2 separate regions of the Mus musculus genome follow, and region 1 is linked to region 2. The links are chromatin contacts, called in public Hi-C maps. All regions are on one chromosome and are shown on one strand. Each heading gives the region's core, a stretch centred on a gene start, on an enhancer-like site or on the middle of the called end of the contact. The rest is flanking DNA. Distances are from core to core; before and after follow the strand shown. Region 1 holds the start of 1700080F18Rik (a long non-coding RNA gene). Region 2 overlaps Cacna1c (calcium channel, voltage-dependent, L type, alpha 1C subunit).

Region 1 (6,973 bases), core at 3,944-6,443, 48 kb after region 2:
AGATCAGGTGAAGAGTCAGACAAAGAGCACCAGAAGAGCACAGCTCCTGGGGGATAGCTCAGCTGTGGAGCACCGGAGGAGCACAGCTCCTGGGGGAAAGCTTGGCTGTGGAGCACCAGAGGAGTGCAGCTCCTGGGGGATAGCTCGGCTGTGGAGCACCAAAGGAGCACAGCTCTTGGGGGATAGCTTGGCTGTAGAGCATCAGAGGAGCACAGCTCCTGGGAGATAACTTGGCTGTGAACATTGGATGCCCACAGAGGCAGGGGTGGGGAAATGAGGACATTAACCAGCCGTTGCCTTTCTTCTGGTTCATTCAAAAATTTACACAGTACAAAATCCTCTGAGCTGTGCCACACAGGGTTTTTGTTTATAATTTATGACAATTATGTTTTATGATTCATGACAGGTTCCATTACTTCTATTTAAATTTCTATATTTCTCACGAGGCTTTCATGTTTACCATCAAGAGAGTGGGGCCAGCAAACACTTAGAAAGTTACTGACTTCATCCTGAGTGGCCAATCTGGGGTTGTGGAATTTTTACACAAGTTATAAATATTTGGCATAACACCTTTTCTGTCTCTTGAGATAGGGTCTTACTATGCAGCCCTGGCTGGCCTGGAACTTGCTATAGACAAGATCGACCTGGAATACAGAGAGAGATCTTCCTGTTGAGGTCTCCTAAGTGCCTGGATTAAAGAAGTGTGTCTCCATGCACCTGGCATAACAGTTGATATACACAAGGGTCTGTGTATTTGTTTGTTCTAATGGAGAATAAAAGGACCAATTGGCTCAGCCACTGGGGCCTTTACTGCAGATACTTTAGCATTTAAAGCATTTACAGGGTTGTACCACAGACAGATACCCCAGGGATACGTGTTGGAACCTTCTGTTTCTGTACCTGGTCAGTCTGCAGGTACACACCTTTGGCAACAGCTGCAGACGTGACCCCTTAGAAGATGCTGCGACCCATTTACTTTAGACAAAGGCAGAAACAGTTCACATTCATCGTTTGTAAAGTTACCCGTTTACATCCATTATTTCTTGCTTATGTGCCTTACTTAGACTTACTTGGATTTCAGTGTTTCCAAGGAGAACAATCAGAAGAATAAGCATGCAGGAAGAATGAATGCCTGATCATTTCATGTATCAAGCACAGCAGCAAAAGGTTAATTTACATCCGCTGTGTCTGAGCCCCTTTAGTTCTTTCTGCTCCCGTGATTTAAAAAAAATACTTGTCCAGCTACAAAAATATTTAGCCGATATGAAACAGTGTTTTGTAGACATGACATGCTCACTGCACACATGAACCCAGAGCAGGCCTTGATTCCCACATCAGACTTGCTCCAAATCAAGCCAGTCAAAAGCTCAGCGTGGATTGGGGAAGCTGAGAGCTATCAGCAGTGGATGGCTGCTGGGGCAGAGGGCCAGTTCTCTTCAGGGAATCTGGCCCCTGGTAGGCTTCCCTCCTGCAGTGGATGGCTTAGCCGGATACATAATAAAGGCAGCACCAACCGAATTAGTGGATGAAAACCGGACGTGATGTTCACAGGGAGATAAGGGAGGATCCTGGGAGAGGGGGTGGGGCGAGAGGAGTGTCAGTAAATATGATCAAAATACGTTGCACACATGCATGAAATCCTCAACAAATAAAAGTATACTTTAAAATAAATGAAAAATTAAAAAAAAAGAAAGTGAAGAAAAGTTACTGAATCATTTAGTTGTCAAGTAGTTTCCCAGAGCAGTATAACTTTCTTTATAAAATATTGTATGTTTTCCTTAGAGTGCCATAATTCATTGAAAATTATTTCATAAATTACAAGTGGAAAGTATTTAGCATGGAAATAGCTTGAGAGGATGGCCAGTTCTGTTTAATGTTTTATGAAGTTTTCATGAATAATCCAAGACTAATTGTTAAGAACACATGTATTAAATTTATGTAGGTGTAATAAAATTTCTTATGAATGTACTTTTCCACTACGTTCTTTACAGCTTTTCATGTAAATTAGTGTTTTGGTTTGGAGACTTCTCTAGAGGAAATTGTACATTCTTGGAAATTGATTCCTTATTCCCTCTTGGCAGCTAATGGGTTTTTACCAAGTTTAAATGCAAATTGTATCATAACAACAGACGATACTACATAACTACCATTCTCAACCATGTCCTATGTTCCCCTTCTCCCCCCCCCCACAAATGCTGTGTAGTTCTCCCTCCCCCCCCCCCCCGGGTGGAAGGGAAACTGGCTGGCAAAAGATAGGTTCCACTTACAACTTTGGTTTATTGAGTTATCTAACATAGGAAGCCATGGCTGCTCCTGGCTCCTGGTTAGCTGTGACACCTGTGGATATTAACTTAAGTTCTGCGCTTTTGAATCCTTCCTGGTTTTTCCTCCCCTCCCCTCTCCTTCCCTCCCCTCCCCTCCCCTCTTTTCCTTTCCTTTTTGTTCTCTCTTTCTTTCTCTCTCTTCCTCCCTCCCTCCCTCTCATCCCTCCCCTCCTCTCCTTTCCTTTCCTTTCCATTTTGTTCTCTCTCTCTCTCCTCCTCCTCCTCCTCCTCCTTCTTCCCTCCCTCCCTCCCTCCCTCCCTCCCTCCCTCCCTCTTCCCCCCCCCTCTCTTTTGTCTCCCTTGGCTATTCTAGAACTCACTTTGTAGACAAGGCTAGCCTGGAACTCACAAAGCTCTGCCTACCTCTGTCTCCTGATTGCTGGGATTAAAGGCGTGCACCATTGCTGCGTGGCTCACTCCTGTTTTTTGAAAACTTCTTTATTATTTTTATTCTCAGGTGCACAAGATCATGTTCATTTCTAGCCGTCTGTCTTGTCATCAATCATTCCTAGTTGGTGGCAGATCTCTTAAGAAAAGACCGTGTAATCTTTCTGGCTCCTCCCAGTGTTTACAATACCTGCTTCCTCTGCTTGTACTCCACAGACTCTCCTCACCCTCTTTCCTGCTACACATCTCTCCATGGATGAGACTGTGTTATCGCCCTGGAAACTTTAGCTATCCTTAATGGTCTCTGCCTTTAAAATCCTTCCTCGTCCTCTCTAAATAACCGCGGGGCTGAGCTACCCAAAGCTTACAAAGCTTACATACTGCTAGGTATCTCCTCAGCACTCTTCAGGAAACACCAAACAGCAGTGCCATTTTAAATGAAGTGCATCTCCACCCTACCCCCTTCTAGATTGTAAACTCCTCGAAAGCAGGGTTGATGCTGTCTGCCTGGCCTACTGTGCTCGTAAATACTGATGGTGAGGTGGAGTCCATGCATACAAAAGAAGAGAGAGCCTGGGTGAGACGACCCTGGTTGTGCACTGCAGAAGACACCATCCAGCCTCTATTTCACAAAGAAAGGGAGTGTGGCGGAGTGCTGGGGGATGGAGAGCCAGTTGAACCCACTTTTGCTAAGCCCCTTCAGGGAGTCTATGCGCAGTTCCAGGATCTACAAGCAAAGCAGAAGTAGGACTGGAGAATGGAGCACAACACTGCCAAGTAACATGGGTCAGAAAGAACATGCTGGCAGAAAGGGTGGGAAATGTGCCACCAGGCAAGCTGAGAACGGAGGAGAAAGATGAAGAACACAGACCATCTTTGAAAAGATAAAGACCTCTCAGATAAAGAGTGGCACGTGATTGCCTGGGCAGAAAGCTGCAGGGACCTTGGGCTGCAGGGAAGGAGTGTGGCGGCACTGTGAACGTGTGTGATGTGAGATCAGTGGAGGCAGAATGCTTGCTTGTCTCTAGACACGGCAACTGTGTGACCGCTTGAGGTCCTAGCTTCTGAAGCTTCCCTGCTCATCAGCACCTCTGGCAGGAAGTCAGGCCAGGAGGTGAAAGGCTGCTCCTTAAACAGTTCTGCTCAGTGACTGAAGGAGGAAGCTGAGCTGAACACATCTGAACTGGCTCCTCCCTCTCCTGCTCCTAGCTCATACTCCAGTGCGCTATCCTGGATGGTTGCTCTGTGAAGGCCACTGTGTAAATACGGGCACTTTGACTGGCTTTATTTCCTTTTGTCTCCAAACTCTGGGTCTCTATTTTTCCAAGAAGTTGTGGGAAGAGGCTCCTCACCTCGACTGACTCTGACGTGGAACCGTTTCTTGGGATGGTTCTGTTTATTAACTTTATCTCTGCTGCCAAAGGGGTGCTGAAAACCCCCAGCTTGCTAGGCTGCCTCCTTGGCTCCACCCCTCCTCCCAGTTTGGAACTTGACCCTTCTATTTATAACAGGCATGGTTTACTCCAGAGTCACAGCTGACCCCTCACTCCACCAGCCATCAAGACATTATGACTTAGAACCTAAGGAGGAAGGGCACGGTCCTCCCACCCCCTCACATGGCTGTTCCACATTACTGTTCTTGTGAGCCAGGACCTGATGAAGGCAGCATCAGAAGGGAAACTCCAGGCTTCTGACTCACCATTGTTCCACCACCCCACGCTTTGGTCCCATTTCTCCTCTTACTATCTGCTGCAGTCTGCATCTTCAGTGTTCTCCAGAGGTCCATGTGCGCTGCACACTGGGTCCCCAGTTTTGGGGCTACTGAGAAGCAGTGAAAACTTGGATTAGGTTGCTGGCAGTAGAAATCCTGGGACTCCGTTCCTTTCCTGTCTCTTTGTCTCCTGGCCACAATGAGATGAACAAGCCTTCTCTGCTGCAAGCTCTCACCAGCAGAAGCAACAGAGAGAGCCAAGTGCTCACACTCTGTAGCCAGTAGAAACAGACTTCTTAGCTGATTGTCTCCAGTAATTATTCGGTCTACAGCAAGCTGATTGATACATCTTATCCCATCACCCCTTTCTTCCTGAGTTTTCCAACTACCACACAGGCTATCTGCATGGGGCAACAGCAATAGTTCCATATTTGGTACTTAGGGTTGCCCAGGCATGCCTAAAAGGCAGAGCACAGCATTTAATGAAGAGAAAGATAACTGAACAGTACATATGATGTTACGCTTGGTCAAATGCAGGGTTGCTGATTTTAGAGTGTATGATCCCAACCCTAAGATAAACCGCCTCTCACCTACTGGTGGTCTGGAGTTAAGTGGCTACCTATCATAAACTTTTGAGTACCTGCACCTACCTTAATTCGATTTAAAGTGATTTCTAGCAGTGGAAAAAGTCATAGAAGTACTAATGTTGCCTCCAATCATAAAGAAAAGTCATGATGAATACACGCTAGAAGTCTGAAAGCAAAGATCTAACCATTTTCATCCTATTTCAGAGACACATTGGAATTCTACCTAGCGACCTCCTGGACCATGGTTAAGAACTGGTGGTCAGAGCAAGGGTGTTCAGAACAGAGAGAGATGTATATCCTTTCTGTAGCTGGGTGGCAGCAGTATCAACTTAGAAGCACTGCGAAGTCCCTGGAAATTAATCTCCAGTTAGTCTCCAGATTCTCCTGGAATTCCTCAAAGGTGATTGTTTGGATTTTCTCACAGCATCCGTCCAACAGCCCAGAGTGAGCTTCCCAAGCGTTTCTAACAGTCAATCCATTTATTATTAAACTGCCAATAAGAAATGCTCTCTACCGCTCTGTGAGTGCAAGAGGTAAGAGGTCGCATGTCCATCTTAGTGGTAGCGTGGATGCCCCCCCCCAGGCAGCAAGCTCAGGGAGACCATCTTAGCTCACGACCACAAAGCAGGCTGCCCAACAGCAGAAGTGCTCCCCAAATTGATAGAAGTTACATAGAGGACAACCTGGGGATGCTCTCAGAGCTGGTGCTGAGAGGTAGGAACGCTACAGCAAACCCATGTGATGAAGCCCAGTAGGTCAGTTACTTTAAAGTAGCTAATTTATAGGGTGTTTCCAATCCAAGGCTCTACCACATGTCTCCACAAACCCATTGCTGGGTGTGACAAAATGCATCAGCTTCGATGGCTCTAAGTTAGTGAGTCTCAGCCTTCCTAACACTGTGACCCTTTAACACAGTTCCTCATGGTGTGGCGATCCCCAACCATAAAATTATCTTTGTTGCTGCTTCTTAACTGTACTTCTTGCTACTGTTAGGAATCATAATGTAAGTATTTTTGGAGATGGGGGCTTGCCAAAGGGGTCACGACCCAAGTGCTGAGAATGAGTGCTCTAAAGTCATCAATGGGCAGAAGTGGAGGGGCCCTCAGGGACCAACTCATTCATGACCTTAACCCTGAGTTCAAAGACCCTTTGAAAGCAGCAGTTAGCCATGGATGGCTAGCCCCCGAGAGAGTGGCCAGAAGCACATTCCATATGTATACGATTCCAGGAGCTTCAGGAACCTTTTGAAGCACGTCCAGGTCAAAGACATTTGATGTCATTCCCTCCTCACTGTTCTTCATTCATAAATGATAAGGCAGGGACTGAGAAGTAGGGAGCCTTCGGATCACAGGCAGCCAAGCTGAGCACCAGTAACAGGGGCTCACTGTAGCCTAGGAAGGCACATGCTGAGGACGTGAACCTTAGGAGAGGCCAGACCACTAGAAATTGATTCTCTTCTCCCCATCCCTGCCCCACACGGTGCCAGTGGAAAGCCTCAGGGCTGGCTAAGAAGGAGGCTACACCTGCTGCAGGCTTTCCCATGATGTGCCCTGGTCTGAGAACACCATCCATCTCACTTGCTGTAATGAGGACAGTCCTCACCCCAAGTGGGGCTCCCAAAGAGGCTGGCCCTGTTATTTAAGGCTTTGTCTCTCTACAAATAATAAATGCAGAGAGCACAGGCCTGGGAAAGTTAATTAGTATTATTATGTCTGTAATTCTAATGTTGCTCACTGGCAGAGCTCTTGCGTGCCAGCTTTCAGCCCAGAGCAGGCGTCTGTGATATGCATGGGCATGAGCCTTGTAGAAGCTGAGCTTTTCTTGTGTCTAGAATGGGTAGCACCTCTGTTTGGGGTTGAGGGGCCTAGAGGATGAGGCTGTTGGGGAGAGTTTCTCTCTGTGTACCCCAACCCAACTCCCATCCCCACCCCTACCCCCACCCCCAGCCAGTGTTTCAATTCCCA
Region 2 (6,840 bases), core at 2,147-4,646:
CTGCCTTCAGAGGGCAGCCTGCAGGATTCCAAGCTCAGCCCTCATTGCAGCATGTGACTGACTGGCTGTGAAGGACACACTGCAGGAGACAGAAATCCACACCACAGTCCTCGAAGCAGCCAGGGTGGGCTGCAATGGCTCTCTACTATCTCATCATCGGACACTCAGGGACGAAAAAGGTGGGGACACAGACCTTGGGCTCCCCTGTCTTGTCTGAGTATTTTTCTTACCTTCAAAGGATGAAGGCCTTTTTGAGGGAGGAATGGCCCATAACCTCACAGTAGGTGATACACATCTTAGCAGAGATCCCGAGTCCTGGCTCATCAGGCTCCACTTCTCTTCCCTCCCCACCCGCTGTCCTTTCTCAACTTTCAGCACCACACCACCCATTAAAAGGCTTCCTTCCTCCCTTTCTGCTCCTACTAAGGGCATAGGGCTGGCTTGTGAGGTTCTCACTGTGCTAGGAGCCAACTGTATCCACCCCCCTAGGAGAGGATTGTTGTGCCTTGTCCAGGCCTAGTGACCTCCTTCTCCCGTGCTCATCCCAGCCTTTAGCCAGTTCCTGTCTGTCTGTCTGCTCATTTAGTATATTACTATCTGGTTCTACAGCCTGCATGACAAGTTTTCTGAGTGTATCTCGTGGCTCACTCTAGGAACTGGGTACTCTGGGGATTGGAGCTACATCACTGCATCCTTAGTCCCCACAATGCTTTTGTACAGAGCTGGGAACAGGCACATTTCTCCAACATGGAGGCTCAAAAACAGTGAGAGTCACCAAGGTTAACATGCTAGTCCTGCCCTTCCTCTCACGCTGGAAGCTCCTCACAGATGACAGTGTGCCTTGCTCTCCCAGGCGTTGCACTCACCTCTTGGTGTGCAACTGCAGGCACAGTGAAAGATGGCCTCCTTCTTAGACAGCCCTTCTCCACCCCCACCATGTGAATTAAATAAGACCCTTCACTCCAGAGACATGGACTACAGTTGTAAGAGTGGTATGATCTCACTCACACATGAAGATCAGGAGGGTCAATCTTATAGGAAAGACTGAAATAATCACTAGAGACTGGGGATGGGAGGCAGGAAATGTGTCCTGGAAATAGGCACCAACATATAATATACAGAAGCAACTAATTCTGGCCTTTTACAGCACAGCACAGAGACTATGGTCTATAGCCATGTAGTACAGTCACTAAGAGCAGAGACCGGGAGATCCTGCCTGACTCACCCAAGTAAAAGCATTGGGGTGGGGGGATGCAAATTCTACCTAGCTGATCATTATGCCTTATAGGTGTGTTCACAGTTACCTTATCACACCCCATAAATATTCACAAATATCAATTAAGAAATGAAATCGAGTAGGGTGCTACCTCCACCCATGGGCTCCCGGTCTATAGGATGCTGGATGGTTTGCATCATGGAGACAAATTATCAAGCAACACTACTTGTGGACAGCCCTTCAGTGAGCACTGCAGACACCAGAAGTGCAGGACAAAAGAAGGGCTAGATTTGCTAGGGTGGAGGCTGGTGTGTCTGACGTTAGATAGCTGAATCTTAGATGCATGAAAAACGCACATGTAGGCAATAAGGTTCCTGGGAGACACAAAAGGCAGGGCATTTTTTTTTGCCTTAGTTTTCAGTGTAGAACAAATATTTCGTGAAAAAATATACGAATCTGTGAAAATAGCATAATGGTGGTGGTGACGACAGTGTTCGCTGCAACGAGGAAGGAGCTGCCAGTATTCTGTACTTATTGTAACCTAGAATAACACCAGGGAGAAAGAGAAAGGCTTAAGTTACAGCAGGCTGTGAGTAATAGCTCAGAGTCCATATTTTATATTAAGGATGTTGCACCTGGATTTAAGAAACAGGGTGAAGGGCTCAGGCTGTAGCTCAGTGGTGGAGGCCCTATGCCCCAATCTTGGGGACATGGGGGGGGGAAGGGTAGAGGGATAAGACACCACAGAGAAGAGAGAGAGAGAGAGAGAGAGAGAGAGGGAGAGAGAGAGAGAGAGAGAGAAGACACCACAGCCGGGAGAGAGACAGGAAGAGACACATACATAGAGAGATTGAGAAAGACAGAGCACAAGAAGGCGGGAGAGAGAGAGAAGTTACCACAGACAGAGACAGAGAAACAGATAGATAGAAGATAGGTAGATGGATGGATGGATCAATAGATAGATAGATAGATAGATAGATAGATAGATAGATAGATAGATAGAGAACACCATGGTGATGAAATGGCAGTAGTCTGCGAGTGAAGGATAATAGTTGTTTAGTTGTTTTAGGAAGATGTTTGGATGGCTTGGACTGCTTAGGGAGACAACCACAGGGTTCCAGGAATGGGACAGTGACCATTGACTAGCGAGGGCAGGTGTAGCTGGGAGAGCAGACATGCTGCACACAGCCTACAGGCCACAGAGGAGCCATCAGTGACTAGATGGCTGCCTGGCTATCCTAAAGGCATATCTCATTTTAAAAATGTTTCTTGTGAGCTGTAAACAGGGATAATTCTGGCTCTTTGTGGGTGTCTCCTTTTCCTTGTAAAAATTGGCCTGCCCTGCCTGCGGATCGGTTCAATTACAATGATATAAAACAGAAAGCAGAAAACGGTGGGACATGCCCTAAAATGGAGTGTACAGTAAAGGTGACTCAAGATCTCTTCCTTCAGGGACCTTTGCAGTGGGGAGGTGAACTATGGGTTGCCTTCCCAGGTGGAGTTGAGTTCAGTGGTGAAAAATCTCAGCTCATGGAACTCCAGGCGCCAAGGGCTTTAGATCCCTGCAGCGCCCCCTCCCCCAGTCCCTGTGATGTTTTCTAAGCCCCATGTCACAGGATATTCATTGTGAAGCTGCAGGACAGCCACCCAAGTGCTGCTTGCTATGGCTTCCTTGGTCACTGCCATAGTAGGGAGATAGCTCAGCCAAATAGGGTTCCTAGCTCCTGCTTCATGCTTCTCGCCAGGTCCTGGGCACAGTTCTTTACATATATCTTTATATACATAGTTTCGGCCCGTGGCAGGCAAATTGACAGTCACATTTTACAGGACGAGTAACAGCTCTGTGATGGACTGTAGAACTCTGGGTTCCACTTTTAGTCTCATTGATGCTACCTGGTGACCTGGGGGGAGGTCACCCAGCCTCTGCAGACCCTATATTTTCTCATCCACGAAATGAAAAGGCTAATTTATCATAAGCTCCTAAACTTGGCTCTCTCAGGCACCTAGACCTGCTCTGGGCCTCCATCCAAGATCTGTTGTGCTGGAGTCTTCGGAATTTGGCTATCAGAGCGGCTGGCAAGCTCCCCAGCCTGAAGAATGTAAACGATCTCCATGGCTACTTCTAGCCACGGTATTCTTTTTCTCATATGTGTTCCCCACCCCTGGCCCTCTCTGGCACCCAGGAGGAGGATGCTCTGCAGCAGAACAGCTTGGGCTCCGAGGGTGGGGAATGAGAAAGAGCTGCCCACAGACTGAAGCAATGGGTGGACAGAATCAGCAGTAAGCAGCCCCCAGGCAAGAGGATCAGCTGGGCCAGCAGCCAGCCAGGGCAGGGAGGTAGGGCATGGTTCCATGGACCCAGCTTCCTGTTGAGAGATGTGGAAAACACACAGAAAGGGTGATCTGTACTTCTAGGAGCTGACAGCCATACACTGACCACTGCAGACCCAGGAAGATACAAGCAGCAATCACTGACGGGAGGACAGACTGAGGCTGCTCAATGTAAGGCAAGAAAAGAGGAGACAAGCAGTGTTTTTGTACATGACAGTCCAGCATTGGTTCCATGCCTTTCTGCCCCCCAAGACGGGACTAAGGATGAGCAAGTGGGGGCAGGTCTACCAGATCAGTTAACTAATTTCTGATCTCCAGGTAAGACATTCAATGTCTTTGCCTTCCAGTTAGGAATAATCTTGGCCCTATTCACTCAGGATGAACCTAAACAGCAGATCGATGGCAAGTTAGGAACACTACTTGTTACTGTCTGTTTGTGCCTGCCCCAGCTCAGGTTCATATGCTAAAGTCTGAACTGCCAGGCTAACGGCTCTGTGGCTATCATTCTGGGACTTAGGATTAATCTACTAATGTGTACGCATGTTTTGCTTCAAGATTGTAATCATCCCCACTTCCCCACACTGTATTTAAACATCCTGTGTCTTTTTTTTTTTTTCGGCTTCTCTATAACATACACAGTGATCCTGCAACATCAGAGAGCATAGGAAGGGGCCTATGTGTGTCTGTTTGTGTGGTGTATGTTTGTGGGAGACCAATTCCTGCTCTGGGCCTGAGTTTCCTAACAACCTGCGAAATCCCAGGCCTGTCCCTTCAGGGGTGTTTGCTGATTCGCTGGGTCTCACCCTAGGTCTTGCTTTTCTTATGTAGCTGAGAATAAGTATTTTGCTGGCCCTCATCTGGTCCATTCCAGCTTAAGCTCTGCCTTTGCCGCATGCAGCATCCTCAGATAGGCATAGGGTTGCCATTCTATTATTCTGCCAAGTGGAAATGGTTAAAGAGACGATCACCGGCTATCATCCTAGAATAACAACCACTCACCACCTCTACTAACTGTCCCTGTCACCATCACACATGCACACTACACTCCTATTCTCATCCTGCTAAACATCAAAGAATCTTTTCTGCAAATGGCACAGGCCACAGGTAGCCAAGTTCTCTGGTTCAATGGATACTTCCTACATCCCTTCTATGAAGGCATCCTCTGGCCTCCAATCCAACCAACCCACCAATGGAAGCTGTTTTTTTTTTTGTTGTTGTTTGTTTGTTTTTGGTTTTTGTTTTGTTTTGTTTTTTTTTTGTTTTGTTTTTGAGACAGGGTTTCTCTGTGTAGCCTTGGCTGTCCTGGAACTCACTTTGTAGACCAGGCTGGCCTCGAACTCAGAAATCTGACTGCCTCTGCCTCCCAAGTGCTGGGATTAAAGGCGTGTGCCACCACTGCCCGGCTGGAAACTGTTAAAAACAGCTGCATTGCAAGTTGAGTTCTGTGGTGAACACCTTTACTACCAGGACTCTGAAGGCTGAGGCAGGAGGATTACGGGTTCAAGGTCAGCCTAGACTACTTAGTGATGCTCTCAAGAGTCAATGATCATTCCCTTGCTTCTTTAAGCTAAGCTGGCTTTGTCACTTGTTTGGCCAAGAGAACACTGCAGAAGTTACAGGATATAACATCTAAGCCTTGAGCTGTCAGGCTCTGAAGCATTTCTCTGTAGAAACAAACTTCAGCTAGACTACTAGAAATAATGATACAATCAGCCAATCTAGCCTGGGCCAGCTCCAGCATCCCAGCCAACCAGGGCCAGCTCCAGCATCCCAACCAGCCAGGGCCAGCTCCAGCATCCCATCCAGCTAGGGCCAGCTCCAGCATCCCATCCAGCCAGGGCCAGCTCCAGCATCCCACCAGCTCATAGTAGACATATGACCAATGACCTGGCTAAGACTTCTATGCTAGGACCAACAAAATGCACAACTGAGCCCAATCCCAACAACCAACTTATAAGACACACAAGCTAAATAGAGAGTTTTTTAAAGTCACTATATAGTAAGAGGAGGGGACACCATCTTTCTAGCCATAATTTGCCTATATCTTCTATGCCTTGCCTTTGGAATAGAAGTTGGGCTTCCAGTGTCTAACACTTTACCTAAATTATCCTCACCTCAGCCTCAGGCTTATAGTATCTGTTTCTATCCTGAGACGTTATCCAATCTTAAAGATTCAACATTCCATTTCACTTCCTTGGCCTTTGGCTGAATAGTGATCACCTTGTGGTATTCCTTGCTGTTAATTTACTTGTGATATCGTTAACTTTACATGGTTCATTAGACGCTGCCTTCTCAGTTAGATTGCAGTCTTTCAGGGGCAAAGTCTTGTCTTTCATTCAGACACCATTGCACGGGATTGCTATTTTTTTTTTCTTATTGGTGAGTTTTAGCAGCCCCACAGAGACCTGAGCACAAGCCCTAGGTCGCTTCTCTGCAGTGCCCTATCTGTCCTATCTGTCCCCGGGCTGCACTCTGCTTCCCCCAGAGCTTTACACCAGGTCTGTGCTCATATTTACGACAAAGGAGCCTGAAAACACGGCGAATAGTCACCGATTTAGTTTCCTATCTGTTGTATGATGAAACATCTGCACAAAAAGCAATGTAGGGGAGGAAAAGGTTTGTCTGGGTTACAGTTCCGGGTTAGAGCCCATCATTCAGGGAAGTAGGGCAGAAACTTAAGCAAGAAGTCACATCACATCTGTAGTCAGAAGTAGAGTAAGCAAGCTACCCACTTGTTCTCATCCAGCTTTCTCCCGTCTCATAATTCAGGATCCACAGCCTAGACATCGGTAAAGTGGAAATGGGCTGGGTCTTCCTACATCAATCAACAATCAAGACCATCACCCATAGGCCAAAGACCGTCACCCATAGGCCAGCCAGATCCAGAAGAGTCTCCCACCAAGACTCTTCTATGGGCCGGAGAGAAGTCTCAGCGGTTAGAAGGGCTCACTGCTCTTGCAGAGGACCCGAGTTTGGTGGCCAGCAGTTTGTGGTAGCTCACAACCACCTGCAACTTTAGTTCCAGGGAAACTGATGCCCTCTTCTGGCTCCTGTGGGTGCCTGTACACACTTGATATACATAGAGTCATTTACACTCATGCATATGCACATACATTTAATAATTAAATTTTTTTTTAAAAAGACTCTTGGGACTGGACAAATGACTCAGTAGTTAAGAGCACTTGTTGTTCCTGGAGAGAATCCCAGTTCAGTCCCCAGCACCCACAGAGTAGTTGGCAACCATCTATAACTCCAGTCCCGGGGAATCTGACGCCCTCTTCTGGTTTCCTCAG

Evidence for each region. Hi-C and Micro-C count contacts between places; a contact is called where the count stands out from the background.
Region 1: a Hi-C map of uterus shows a contact between it and region 2. The contact joins the promoter of 1700080F18Rik here to the enhancer-like site in region 2. A contact is called at or near these places in 1 of 484 Hi-C or Micro-C datasets (uterus), 1 of 115 datasets of contacts at active chromatin or transcription factors (embryonic stem cells) and 1 of 9 other capture datasets (adipose tissue).

The regions. Positions count from the first base shown.
Region 1 is chr6:118,835,395-118,842,367 of GRCm38.p6, forward strand. 1700080F18Rik (a long non-coding RNA gene) reads left to right here and starts at 5,194. Exons shown (of 2, transcript XR_003956354.1): 1 at 5,194-6,973. All of the region lies in intron 3 of Cacna1c (calcium channel, voltage-dependent, L type, alpha 1C subunit), which reads right to left.
Region 2 is chr6:118,788,710-118,795,549 of GRCm38.p6, forward strand. All of the region lies in intron 3 of Cacna1c (calcium channel, voltage-dependent, L type, alpha 1C subunit), which reads right to left. Among named protein-coding and RNA genes, the nearest start is that of 1700080F18Rik, 48 kb to the right of the region's middle. Within about 2 kb of position 3,397, at least 62 of the 459 cell types and tissues checked have an H3K27ac peak or open chromatin away from gene starts, as enhancers often do. A contact at or near this core is called in uterus, where this site is marked.